Linked DNA regions of Mus musculus: regions 2, 3 and 4 are each linked to region 1. The links are chromatin contacts, called in public promoter capture Hi-C maps. All regions are on one chromosome and are shown on one strand. Each heading gives the region's core, a stretch centred on a gene start, on an enhancer-like site or on the middle of the called end of the contact. The rest is flanking DNA. Distances are from core to core; before and after follow the strand shown.

What was found. Promoter capture Hi-C pulls out the DNA fragments that hold promoters and counts their contacts.
Region 2: a contact with region 1 is called in a promoter capture Hi-C map of the HPC-7 cell line. The contact joins two enhancer-like sites. A contact is called at or near these places in 8 of 39 promoter capture datasets (the C10 cell line, the HPC-7 cell line, frontonasal cranial neural crest and 4 more), 5 of 484 Hi-C or Micro-C datasets (DN2 thymocytes, LSK cells, Sertoli cells and 2 more) and 4 of 115 datasets of contacts at active chromatin or transcription factors (the HPC-7 cell line, bone marrow-derived macrophages, embryonic stem cells and 1 more).
Region 3: a contact with region 1 is called in a promoter capture Hi-C map of the HPC-7 cell line. The contact joins two enhancer-like sites. A contact is called at or near these places in 11 of 39 promoter capture datasets (the C10 cell line, the HPC-7 cell line, cranial neural crest and 8 more), 3 of 484 Hi-C or Micro-C datasets (the G1E-ER4 cell line, bone marrow-derived macrophages and embryonic fibroblasts) and 3 of 115 datasets of contacts at active chromatin or transcription factors (the HPC-7 cell line, embryonic stem cells and microglia).
Region 4: a promoter capture Hi-C map of the HPC-7 cell line shows a contact between it and region 1. The contact joins two enhancer-like sites. A contact is called at or near these places in 9 of 39 promoter capture datasets (the C10 cell line, the HPC-7 cell line, cranial neural crest and 6 more), 2 of 484 Hi-C or Micro-C datasets (bone marrow-derived macrophages and nephron progenitors) and 1 of 115 datasets of contacts at active chromatin or transcription factors (the HPC-7 cell line).

Annotation. Positions count from the first base shown.
Region 1 is chr2:116,921,935-116,924,862 of GRCm38.p6, forward strand. No RefSeq gene overlaps it. Among named protein-coding and RNA genes, the nearest start is that of Gm46758, 6.7 kb to the left of the region's middle. Within about 2 kb of position 1,432, at least 35 of the 459 cell types and tissues checked have an H3K27ac peak or open chromatin away from gene starts, as enhancers often do. A contact at or near this core is called in the HPC-7 cell line and bone marrow-derived macrophages, where this site is marked.
Region 2 is chr2:117,091,622-117,094,694 of GRCm38.p6, forward strand. No RefSeq gene overlaps it. Among named protein-coding and RNA genes, the nearest start is that of Spred1, 28 kb to the right of the region's middle. Within about 2 kb of position 1,685, at least 34 of the 459 cell types and tissues checked have an H3K27ac peak or open chromatin away from gene starts, as enhancers often do. A contact at or near this core is called in the HPC-7 cell line and bone marrow-derived macrophages, where this site is marked.
Region 3 is chr2:117,167,624-117,170,915 of GRCm38.p6, forward strand. All of the region lies in intron 4 of Spred1 (sprouty protein with EVH-1 domain 1, related sequence), which reads left to right. Among named protein-coding and RNA genes, the nearest start is that of Mir674, 16 kb to the right of the region's middle. Within about 2 kb of position 1,653, at least 4 of the 459 cell types and tissues checked have an H3K27ac peak or open chromatin away from gene starts, as enhancers often do. A contact at or near this core is called in the HPC-7 cell line, where this site is marked.
Region 4 is chr2:117,150,465-117,153,588 of GRCm38.p6, forward strand. Spred1 (sprouty protein with EVH-1 domain 1, related sequence) reads left to right here. Exons shown (of 7, transcript NM_033524.3): 2 at 2,528-2,702. Among named protein-coding and RNA genes, the nearest start is that of Spred1, 31 kb to the left of the region's middle. Within about 2 kb of position 1,562, at least 6 of the 459 cell types and tissues checked have an H3K27ac peak or open chromatin away from gene starts, as enhancers often do.

The DNA.
Region 1 (2,928 bases), core at 182-2,681:
CCTGCTACCACATGTCTCCACACTACTATGCCTCTCCTGCCATGAGAGATTGTAGCCCCGAAAACCACAAGCCAGAATAAACCCTTCCTCCCTTAAGTTGTTTCTTGTCAGGCAGATGGTCAGAGTGATGAAAAAACTAACAGATACAAAAAAAAAAATGTAGAAAGTATTGACATTACAAATGCAGAAAGAAGAGCTAACCAAGGGATAGTCTCAACTCAAGACCAAGGACCAGGACATTGCAAAGCCCAGCCACCAGGCAAACAACTGCCACTCAGAAAATTCCTGCCAATAGCCAAGATGCATAGCTACAGAGCAGCGTGTGAGAAATCAAGGGTATCTACTAATAAAGCAGAGACCAAGCAACGCAGTGAACAAGCAGGACATCTTTACAACACCATGTTCCAGCTTCCCAGAGGAAGAAATCCCTCGCTAACCATTATATAACAATTAACAACAGAAAACAGGGGCCCTTTTTAATCTGTAAATCTCCCTGCGGTTCTGTTTGTTCTGAGTACTAGGTTTCTTTTAAATAATATGCAAAATAGATGCAAAGAGAATCTGTGAAACCCAATTTGTGGGAAGACTTTCCCTGCCCCTGACAAAGTCCAAGCGATCATTGTATGGCGTGCAAACCTAAAACAATAGCCTCCCTATACATCTACTTTATCTGCTCTTTATTCCTCGGCTATGCTTCTGGTGTGAATGTAGGAAGAAACACAGCTGACTCCAGCCTCAGAAAACCAGAGTTTCGTTTTTTGATGACATTACTCATGTGAGCCATGGGTGATAGAAATGTCAATGGTGTCTCAATCTTCCAGTACAGGATACTAGACACCCATTTCCCAAATTGGTTTCAAATTGGTTTCTTCCCCTAAAGAGGAAACTTGCAGGTCTTCCAAGATAAGCCTGGTGGGTTAGTTGACACACGATTCTTCATCTTAGTGACTGCCCACTGACTCATGGGCACAGCATTTAAAATTAAAGTCAGACCTCAGAGGAAGCAAAGAGGACTCCGTGTGTGTGTGTGTGGGGGGGTAATGTCCAGCTCTTCCTCCCCACGGAAGTCAGTCAAGAATGAGGGGGAACTAGACAGACAGGCATGCCAAAGGCTGTGGAGAGATACAGTTCACCAGGTGGCCCCATCTGCTCAGTGGCAGATAGGAGACAGGACAAGTCTTCACAGAACAATAAGAGATATAAGAAAGCTCTAAATTCAAAAGTCTGAGTGTAAGGGCCATTAAATATAGAAAGGGATGACTAAGAAAGACAGAATGATCCTGGGCACATTCCCAAAATAGAAGTGGTATTCAGCAGGCTGGAACTGCGAGGTTGTTACCTGGCTAAAGAAACATCAGGGGAAACATCTAGTGTAAGCTTTTGTCTACAAGGTGGGTCAGACAAATTGTAACTATTTCACAAGCTCTGTCTGAGTACCGCTTCAACTTCTGGCACTTCCTCTCACTCCTCCAGTCCCCAGGACACAGACGCACTTGTTACATTGTTGCCGTATTTTTATTCTGATTACTTAGGGATGCTTCCTGGAACAGGGTGTCTAGAGAAGCATTAAGCAAGCAGAGTGGAACTCTGCCTCTTCTTTTTCCATTCTAAAAATTATGCCCTGGAGACATAGAGTACTCAACAGCTAACAATTCCATACCTGAACTGCAGTGCAGTCTATCTTTGTAGAAATCATATTGATAAACAGGATATCTGCCTGAACAAGGGAACTGGAGAGCGCTGGCCACATTACATAATGGTCCCAAATCCCAGATTTCTGGATTAGTGCTCTAATACTACATAACAGATTGCCACAAACTGAGGCTCACAAATCACCCTATACTCATTATGTCTGTTTTCATGGGCAGGCTTAGTGGAGACTTCTTCGGGGCTCACAGCCAAGGCATCATCTGGTCTGTCCTCTCATCAAAGGATCCACTAGGGAAGATCTACTTTCCAACTTCACTCCCACTGTTGACAGAATTCATTTTCTTACAGTTGTTTGACTATAGCTATCCTCAGATCAGCTGCCTGCAGCTCTTCAGCACATGGGGCTCTCTCTTCCGATGGTAACCAGGCTTTATCATACTCAGACTCCAAGATCAGTGGTAACTGGGTGCCTTTGAGGTGGAATGGCCATACGACAAGTGAGTTTCCCTAATATAACTGCACATATCATAAAAGGAGAGGATCTGGTGTGCTAAAGTGTAATCTTAGGAAATGTCCCAATTACCAAGGAATTACCAAGGTGACATTTCATTTACATTTGATATACGACTCATTAGAAGCAAGTTATAGGCTCGAGCGCTGGTAGCCCAATATCTCAAGTTCTTCAAGGCACAGCTGTGCTTCAGCATCCACCCCATGTCCTGTGCTACCAAGATGCTCAAGTGGAAAGCCAGCTCCAACGAAGACAAAGAGGCAGTGAGTGCGGAGCTCGAGACAGCAGCATCGTTGCCTGCAACAGCCTCTTATACCTGTTCCCACAAACGTAGAGAAGAAGATGCCTATTCAGCTCATAGGCGTGGTGATTGGGTAGTCACACCACACACCACAGTGTGATGTGTGCCTCGCATAACCACCTTACACTGCCAACACATTACCCTTCTGGTGTGAAACCCTTCTGGCATGAAAAGTAGAAAAGAGACTCCCCTAAAAGGCATCAGGAAAAGATAAGATCTTCAGACCAAAAAGAAAGGGAAGGGAGGAGGGGAAGTAGTTTCCCAAGAAACTGAAGAGCATCTACCTGCAAAAAGATGAAAACATTTCCAACATGAGGGGGTGGTGCAGCCTCTGGTGAAGCAGAGAAAGAACCGAAGTCTGATTGGCCATGTGCCATGTCTCTCAGAGGCCCCTGGCTTCTTTTTTTTTTTTGGTATAATCCTGAGGAATGTTTTTGGCTAACTGTGTTGTAATGCAAAGGTTTTA
Region 2 (3,073 bases), core at 435-2,934, 170 kb after region 1:
AGGTCCTGGTATGAACAAGGCCAGGTCTAGAGAGTTCAATGGCTGTCACTAGGATGCTCATTAATTTGCTTATCACTGTCAGTCAATAGCTAGTATTTTGATTGATTATTATTACCATGCCATGAAGTAGGAAAAAAAAAAGAAAGAAAGAAAGAAAGAAAGAAAGAAAGAAAGAAAGAAAGAAAGAAAGAAAGAAAGAAAGAAAGAAAGAAAGAAAGAAAGAAAGAAAGAAGAAAAAAATCTGGCAACACTGAGGAAAGAAAAAAATGGCCTTGGGTGATTCTTTTGCCTATGAGCGATGTGGTTGCTAAGGTGTGATTATCTCCGTGTCTAGACAGTTGAGATCCAGAAACGGCCAAGCTCTAAGGCCTTTGTCACAGCTTCAGGTCTCATGCAGGCATATAGCACCTCTAGATGAGTGCATCTTTGTTCCTGCTTTCCACTGAGGAAAACCTTGTTGTTCTCATTCTCTCAACTTCTCTAAAAGCTGTGGCTAGGGAGAGAGTTACATTCTCTAGGCTGGGGAGAAACAGCCAAAGAACTTTCCATTTGGCCCATGAAGAAAAGGAAGGCCTACACTGCCATTCTGCCTGGCTTCTAGCTATGAGGTGATCTTCACCTCAATGTTACCAGGGTTTTTCTGTTTTGTTTGTTTTATTTTCTTTTTTATTTGTTTTATTTTTTTAATCCCAAATTGAGCCACCCTTCCTCCAGAATCACCCAATAACAACATCCAGCATCTATTGGGTTGTGAAGCCAAGCATAGAAGTCAGAGGCATTCTTACAAATCATCTCTCATCCTGTTGGGGTCATGAGATTATGAGATACAGTGTAAAAGAAAAAAAGATAAGGGTCTGAGTAAGCTAAAAGGGGAGGAATATTCATGTCTCTTCTGAAAATTGATAGAGATTTATGTCTTTCTGATATTTTCCTGGTTCTTTTAATGCCAACTTCCATGTTGCTTGCAGGAGGAGTCATTTGTGAACACAGAATTACAAGGATTTTAGAGGTTGTCTGGCAGTCATTGTGGTGGCCATCTTTGTTCTAATCAGTTTTTGGCTAGCCCACCCAAAGAGGAACTTATGGCATTCAACCAACCTGTCCTCAAAGATAATCATGATTAGGACAAGGTACCAGTCCACTGCCTGGGCTTTGTCACAGCCAGCCACCTCTCCAAAGCACCTACCAAGTTAACTTCTTAGCAGCTGTCATCAGGGCTTCAGTTACAGCAAGATGACAGCCATCAAAGGACCATCGATAAGGAGAGCCAGTTAGGACCACCTAGGAGTAAGCAGTACAGGCTGAAAAGAGCATACTGTGGGTCTTAACTTCTGGCTTTAACCAAACAGCAGGAATGGTCAGGAACCAGGATGATCATTAAGTCAGGGTCAAGCAGCAGGAGGAATAAAGACAGAGAAAGGAGCAGTTCAGTAACTTGACTACTTAAAAAAACAAAATGGGGGAGGGGAGCTGAAACAAGGAACTGTACTTCCAGCAGACAAAAAAAAGCTAGCTTCACTTCTGGTAGAATGTCAGGGTATGTAGGACCTTAATCAGCTGGGCCATACCACGGGGCTCTGGAAAGTTAAATGACTGACAGAAAAATTAACCTGGATTTTGGAATGTGCAAGTGAAGATAACTCTCTCTGGCCAGTTACCACAAGACTGCCAGGAAAGGAAGTTGCACAAGACAGAAATGTAACAATTAATTAACAATGCAAAAGAGCCGGCTCTGAAAGGGAAGGACAGGAAGCTCTCACAAACCTATAAATTATTCCTGCTTATTGAGTGCTAAAAGCACAAGTTCTAGATGTATATAAATAATATATCCCTGTAAATAATTGAAAACACAAGGCAAATTACATAAGCAGAAGCCAACTCTAAATTTAGCAAGGCCAGTGGCTCTTAGATCCCTTACACATTCTCTAAGGCCCAGCACCTTGGCTGGAGGTGGGAATGGGGGGAGGTTAGGATCCTAACCTATCATAGAGAAATGACTACAGTATTTTCTTTCTTGGACTTTGTAGCTTCCATATCTTTTTTTTTTTTTTTTTTTTTTTAAATATGGACAAATGAGCTGTAAAGTCTCTTCCAGACTTGGCTTTCTGTTTCTGGTTTTGTGCAGATACTAATGTCTTGGAGCATCCCAAACACCTCTGAGTTTCAAGTTTGTAATTTATGTTGGGATTGGTCCTTAAAGCAGCGCTTCCTGTAGTGACTTGGGAATCTTGACTTGCTGGTTGTAAACTAAAAAATGACTGTCTTCAGCAAACTGAGTGTTCTGTAGCTACCACTTTTGTTCATAAATTAGCTAATTGTTGTTCTCTCCTTGGGAAGTTAGCTTGTTGTCTATTTCCTTCGGGGGAAGACTCCACCTGGAGTCAAGAGCACTGGTATAAATTAAATAAATAGGCTTCAATTTCTTCATTGTGCAAAGTACATGGGGAACAAGAAGACCCCATGCTGCAGTTTCCTTTAGCTCTGACTGCGGTCTGCCTTAGGGGCAACTTAATCAAATTGCCACCTGATTAATGAGAAAGGGAAAAGTTAGGTGCAGAAGGAGTTTGGCAAAGCTTCCTTTATCGTCGAATGTTTAGATACAGAGGTAATGACTTAATCACAACAGCTGTTATTTAGTATATAGGGACCCGGTGACAAGCACACACATTATCTCTGGTCTTGTAACCACTGGGGGAAATAGATATTATCATGAAACTCAGTCTCAAAGGTTAAGTAAATTGTTTGCGACCACATAAGAGACAGAAATAAGAACCAACCAGGCTCTCATCTGACCTTAAACCCCATGTTTAGTTAATCACATTGATTCTGAGTCAAACAACACACAATGTCTTAGCCTACCGCTGTAGTACAGTTACTCCCCAAGTTCCAATATTATAAGCTTATATGAAGACATTATTTCAGAATCTTGGACCCTTCTCTCTTACTGTCCTGAGTTTACACTTGTTTTTACCCAGTACTACAGCTTGGATGTTTGTATCCCTCCAAAATTTATGTTGAAACTTAATCTCCAATGGGCCATGACCTTGAGGAACTGAACAGGTCATGAAGGATC
Region 3 (3,292 bases), core at 403-2,902, 250 kb after region 1:
AAGGCTTAGTTTGTTTAACTATTGAGAAGCAATCAGCTTTAATCTTATTTTTTTTTTTAATTAGATGCCATAACTGACTAAATGACTAAAAAGTCTCTCATTTATATTAATTGATTAAAATAATCTTCACACTGTGGGACATGAATTGTTGGTGTGCCGATTTAGAAAGGTGTTTAGTACAGTTCTGTTTCAGAGTTGAACACCTGCCTGGCTGGCCTTTAGTCCGTGGAAAGTGCATGTATTACACACAGCCATCATCTCTTAGACCATCACATAGCTTTAAAAGTTTCCAAAGCTTGTTAGGTTGCACTTTATTATCCATACGTCACATACACTTTTATTCAAAGTTTTTCTTAAGGTTTATTTCTTTTTATTCTAAGTATATTGGTGTTTTGCTTGCATGTATGTCTGTGAGGGTGTCAGATCAACTAGAACTGGAGTTACAATGGTGAGCTGCCATGGAGGTGCCAGGAATTGAACCCAGGTCCTCTGAAAGAGTACCAGTGCTTTTAACCACTGGGCTATCTCTCCAGCCCTTTATTCAAGTTAAAGTAAAGTGTAATCTTGGGCTAGAATCTTAGAAATAAATAGGGTTGTCAAAAAGGGTTATATGAAGATTTATGTAGATAGCAAGAACTATATAACTATTGCTTATTATCTAAAAAATAGATCTAGGAACAGTAAACAATCTCTGCAAACTTAAAAGTACCTTTATGCCAAATTAACTTTACATTGGAATATTTTGTTAATGTAAGCCAGGACATGGACTGACTTTTCTGTAGTGTTATTTTTCAACAGATATTATGTCTTGACATTTTATTTTCCCTCCTTACTGTTTCATCATAATTGCTATATTAAGGTTGCTTAAGTAGAATAATCTATGCTAGTGGTGTTTCTAGATAAAATTCTTGAGGGAAACATGGCAGCACATACTCTTAATCTCAGGCCTACATACTGACAGATCTCCATGACAGCCTAGATGACATGGTGAGTTCCAGAATACCAGGGCTACATATTTAGTTAGACCCTGGAGTGCACGTGCGGAATCTACTTTATTTCTAATCATAAAAAGCACCTGAGGAGATCTGTTAAACAGAGTAGGAGTTGATTGTGGCCATATCTAAACTGAATGGGCACTAGGAACATGGGAATGTGTGTGATTACGTTAAGTTGAAAAAATTAGGAATTTTTTTTGTACTTTATACAGTTTTTGACTACTATAGTTTATATATATTTATGTATACTTATAATTAAAGTTTTGCCTTATTGGATATCATCTAGCCACGTATTTAAAAAATTGATTTGTGATAACTTCAAGGATGAAATTCTTGAGCAGTGCTTTTAAGATAAAGTTGAACGTTGTGAACAGTTGTTTCTTTCCCAGTGCGTCCCTAGGAGCCCGCAGTTACTTAACCTTAGCAAAGCGTCTGGGGTTCTGATTCTTACCCTCCCCACTTAGTGTGTGCCAGTCTCTTACAGCCTTGGCACTTGGGACTTTACGTAGAGCATTGAGATAAAACCCAGTCTTTATGAGAAATGATGGACAAAGTCTGAAAGAAGATCAGCTTGAATCCACATTAAAGTCTAATAGGCAGGAAGGATACAGGAGATGGGGAGGGGTGTGGGGGGTGCTTTCAGTCACACGGTGAGTAATGAGAAGAGGAAGTAGACTGGAAAGTAGTGGCTGGAAAGGCTCACTGTTTAGAAAGTCATTTTATGTACATAAAGACTTAATCTTACTCAATTGGGAACATCAGACCAGGGTGTATAAAAAAAGATATATTATTTAAAATAACAGTGACTAGTTCACTGGTAGAGTATATTTAACATTATGATTATATGCCAGAACTAAGGGGGAAAAGCATAATCTTAATAATTTATGAAAGAAATTAACAAAAATTATCAAACTGGCTCATCTGGTTCAACATTGTATAAAATGTTAGTTTGACTTTTTATAATATATAAGTAATACATACTTTGTTATACATTGTATGCATAGCACTTTCAAACACTTGTTGGGTCATTTCTCATATCCAAATGAGACTTTGGGTTTTTAATGTCTGAGACCCATTTAGGTATATACTTACAAATTATTGCTCAACTTCACAGAACAGAAATACAGAATTCTACCCAGGTCATCATAGCAAGCTTAGACAATATAACTGATCTGTGTTTGTTTGCATATAAAATTTACATAAGACTTAACTGTTTTGGAAGAAACATTTTGTTGCTTCCTTACGGTGCTGGGGATAGAACCCAGGACATTGCCTGGCTATACAAGGGCTAGTACCCAACATTAATTTAGAATTCTTAATTGACTTCTCAATTAGGCTGTACTTCAGTAAAAGACAACCTAATCAAAAAACTTGATATCACTAAAGATAAAGTTATCATATAATTACTATTGCTGCTCCAACTCATGGTTAAGAATTTATAAGTATCCCATCTAGCTCTAAGGCTGATATTATAACCAGTTTATAGTAAAAAGTTGGTCATATTAATTTTATATCCTATTTTTAAAAAGTGAATCAAAACCTCCAAGGTCCTTTCTCTTAACCGTTTGGTTTTTACATTGTCTTATATTTCGTTTGTATGGGGTAGGTAGTTTTAAAAATTCTTAAACAAATAAGCAAGTTTCTGTTTCTCCTCCCCTCCCCTCCCCTCCCCTCCTCTCCTCTCCTCTCCTTTTTCTCTTTCCAGTTTTTAAAATGTGTACTGAGTAACAGTATTTAGCCAACTTCCTTTCAATGATTTAACATTAGTTGTCATTCTGGGGCAACTGTTAGGAAAGAGGTCACAATATAAGATAGCTGGTTTTGACATAATTGGCTTTACTTGGCAGTAGATCCTATATATTTTAAACTTTAATTGCTTGATTCCTGGTGTGATGACTACTTTTCACTTAAATGTTACAGTTATTTTCTAACTTTAAAAAGTGAGTTCTGGAGAAATTAATGGCTGGAGACAATTGTTACAGAGCAAAAAGTAAATTTAAAAGATCCTAGTTAGTTTATGTAATTCACTTGTTTACTTTAGAAGTAGCATTAACAAACTCTTTAAAACTTATTTAAGAAATTAAATATATCAGCCACCGAACTCATACACTATTGCACAATGCCAGAAAGATTTTGCTGAAGGGACCCTGTTATAGCTGTCTCGTATGAGGCTATGCCAGTGCCTGGCAAATACAGAAGTGGATGCTCACAGTCATCTATAAGATGAAACACAGGGCCCCCAGTGGAGGAGCTAGAGAAAGTACTCAAGGAGCTGAAGGGGTCTGCAACCCTATAGG
Region 4 (3,124 bases), core at 312-2,811, 230 kb after region 1:
TCGCCCTCTCTTCCCTTGTCTCTCCCTTCCCCCCCAAACTTTTCAGCTCCACCTTCCCTTCTGCTGCCCAATCACCAGCTCTAGCCTTTAGTTTACAAGTTAAGGTGGGGAGAAGGTTCACAAGAAGTCACCTGTATATGTGATTCACTCCTTGTCTGCAGCCCTTCCCAGGAAAGCAGAAATAGCATCAAAATACAAGGCTAGGGCTAGCCGCAACAAAAAAATATTTTGTCATTGTAAGCATACAGGAGGTGGGGGCATGGACAGTTAATTTGTGTACTGAACACACCTTATGGGGTTCTAGTTTTCAATTTGTGGAGAGGAGGAGCAGTTAATTATTTTTTATGGTTAGAAGATGGTAGTTTTCCTCTCCTGTGTATAGACAACTTCCATATCATCAAGACTTTTCCTCATGCTTTTCTATTCATTTCCTGTTGCTGCTGGAACAAATTACCACAGCCCCAGTATCTTTAAGGCAATAGAAATTATTATATTGTAACTTGGGAGCCAGAAATTTTAATAAACTATTTAGTTAAGTTCACATTGAGATGTGTGTCAGTTGGTATATTATAGAAGAGGATAGAGGCAGAGGAGAGGCAAAATTAGGAAAATAATTTATTTTACAAATGTTAAGGATAGTCAGACAAAGCATAAAATACAAACAGGTGATTGCAAATACTTAGGAACACCTGAGAGTAGCCATAGCAGAACAAGAAATTCTGTTTTATGTAGCTAAGGTTGAAAATACATTAATTGAAAATTTTGTGGTTAAAACTATGTGCTATCTCTATAAAAGAAACATATATCTGATTAAAGAGCAGTACAGGAGTGTGTGTTGCGGGCAGGTGTTAAGCTGAAGAGATGACTCAGTGACTAACAGTCTTTCTACTCTTTCAAAGGACCAGCTTCAGGAGATCTGATTCCCTTTTCTGGCCTCTGTAGACGCTGTGCTGAGTGTGTGTGTGTGTGTGTGTGTGTGTGTGTGTGTGTGTGTGTGTGTGTGTGTGTGTGTACGAGTGTGCACGGGCACATATGCCCCCTCACTGATGTGCACATATACATAGTATTTTTAAAAAGTACAAAGAAACAGAATTTTGGGAATTCATAGTCCCTTCTAAGTTATACAAATGGGACATTAAGGTTTTTTGGTCTAAAGAGCAAATTTCTTAATAGATAATATTCAAGCTCCATCATTAGGATAATAGTTCTTCACTACTTAACTAAGCTTACAGCATTCTTTTTAAAATAGTCTATGTCTTTTGGTGAGGAAGTTCTTTGCTATGGCATGGAGTGGAGGTCATAGGAAAACTTGAGTATGTTTTCATCTTCTATCACATGGGTCCTGGGGATGAACTCGGTTGTTCAGCTTAATGGTAAACGTTTTTACCCATTGAAAAAGCTCTCTGACTTCAAGAAGTGGTAGGTAATAGAATCCAACTTGATACGTGTAAGAGCCATGTGCATTTTTTTAAACAATTGGGTCATCTCTTCACCCACTTTAGCATCTTAAGTAAACCGTAATCTTACTACACTTGCAGGGAAGCAAAACCGCAGTAATGTTCCAGAAAGAAAAATCAAACTGATGCCAGCCAGTCACAGTTCTGTGAGTCAGTCTTGTGCCACTGTGCTTGGTTACTACTTTTTCCAGTCGCTTAGTTAACAGAATAAATATCAGCTGATAATAACAAGATAAAATACAGCACTTTAACATGAACAGTAAACTGTGCTGGTCATCTTCCCATTGTTGTGAAAAATACATGAGGAAAACAGCTTTAAAGGAAGTAATCTTATTTTGGCTTAGAGTTTCAGAGATCTCAGTAGGTGATGACTTGGCTCAGGCACTTTGGGTCTGTGGTAGGGTCAATAGTATGCTAGGGAATTCACACCCTCAAACAGCTGCTTAATCCCTACTGGGAAAGGAAGCAAAAAGGGGAATGGAACAAGGGCCTTATATGTTCTCTGAGGGCATGCTCCTATGACAACATGAAAGATTTCCACAGATAAGTTTGATTGATGAATAAGCAAGATATTTACCCCTCTATTATTTATTAAAATGGTATAGGCTTCTCACTGGTAGAAGAAAATTTGAAATGTGGGCTTCTAAGTTTATAATATATTCCAGAACAGTTGGAAACTTAGAAGCAATTAATAAATATAGCAACAATTTGTTCTTGTCTTAACGTTGAACCAAATGTGTACACACATAGGGTAGGTGACAATTTTTCTGTGGGATCCATGATCACATGTTCAGGGTGGACCAGATATGCTCTCTCTACCAAAATGAATTGAAAGAGGAGTCCTATAGTCTTATTGTAGGCTGAATCTTCAAAATAAAGAATAATCTGTAGTGTGTGAGTTTCCCCTTAAAGTTAGGGTTTTTCCCCATATATTATTATGGCTGTAAGTAATATACACAGCAGTTACTACATAGTAATTAATACTGTCTTTGGCTTTTCAAACAAGACCAACAGATTGACTTTCTTGTTGTTATGGAAGAGCTAATGTCTCATCTTTGTGTCTGTTTTAGTAATAGTTATGCACGAGTGCGAGCTGTGGTGATGACCAGAGATGACTCAAGTGGTGGATGGCTACCACTCGGAGGGAGCGGACTGAGCAGCGTCACTGTCTTCAGAGTCCCTCATCAGGAAGAGAATGGCTGTGCGGACTTTTTTATCCGTGGAGAGAGACTCAGAGACAAAATGGTAATGTTTAATATAGCTGTCACTGTAATTTTATGGTACTTTCTGAAAAAATGAATTATCTGTTTAAAATTCTCACTGATACATTATTTACGAGAGAATTAATTTTACCTGTGACTCAGTGACTATTTCTTGGGAATTGCTTTTATATTTATGTTAAAGATGTGACTGTTTCTAACTGGGTCTGAGAGTAATGACAATATATTGCAAGGGGCTGCCACTTTACTGTTTAGTTTAACTAGGAATGTTCACAGAGAGCTCTCTACCCTCCCTCACTTTCTCCTTGTTCCTTAGGCCAAAGGTCAGCAAATCCCAGTCTGAAGGGCAGATTCAGGCATGCCACCTGGTCTTTTTATTGGTTTTTATTCAGACCACAAGCTAATGAATTTTGGGGGATGCAGGGGGTTATTTATTTTAAACATTTT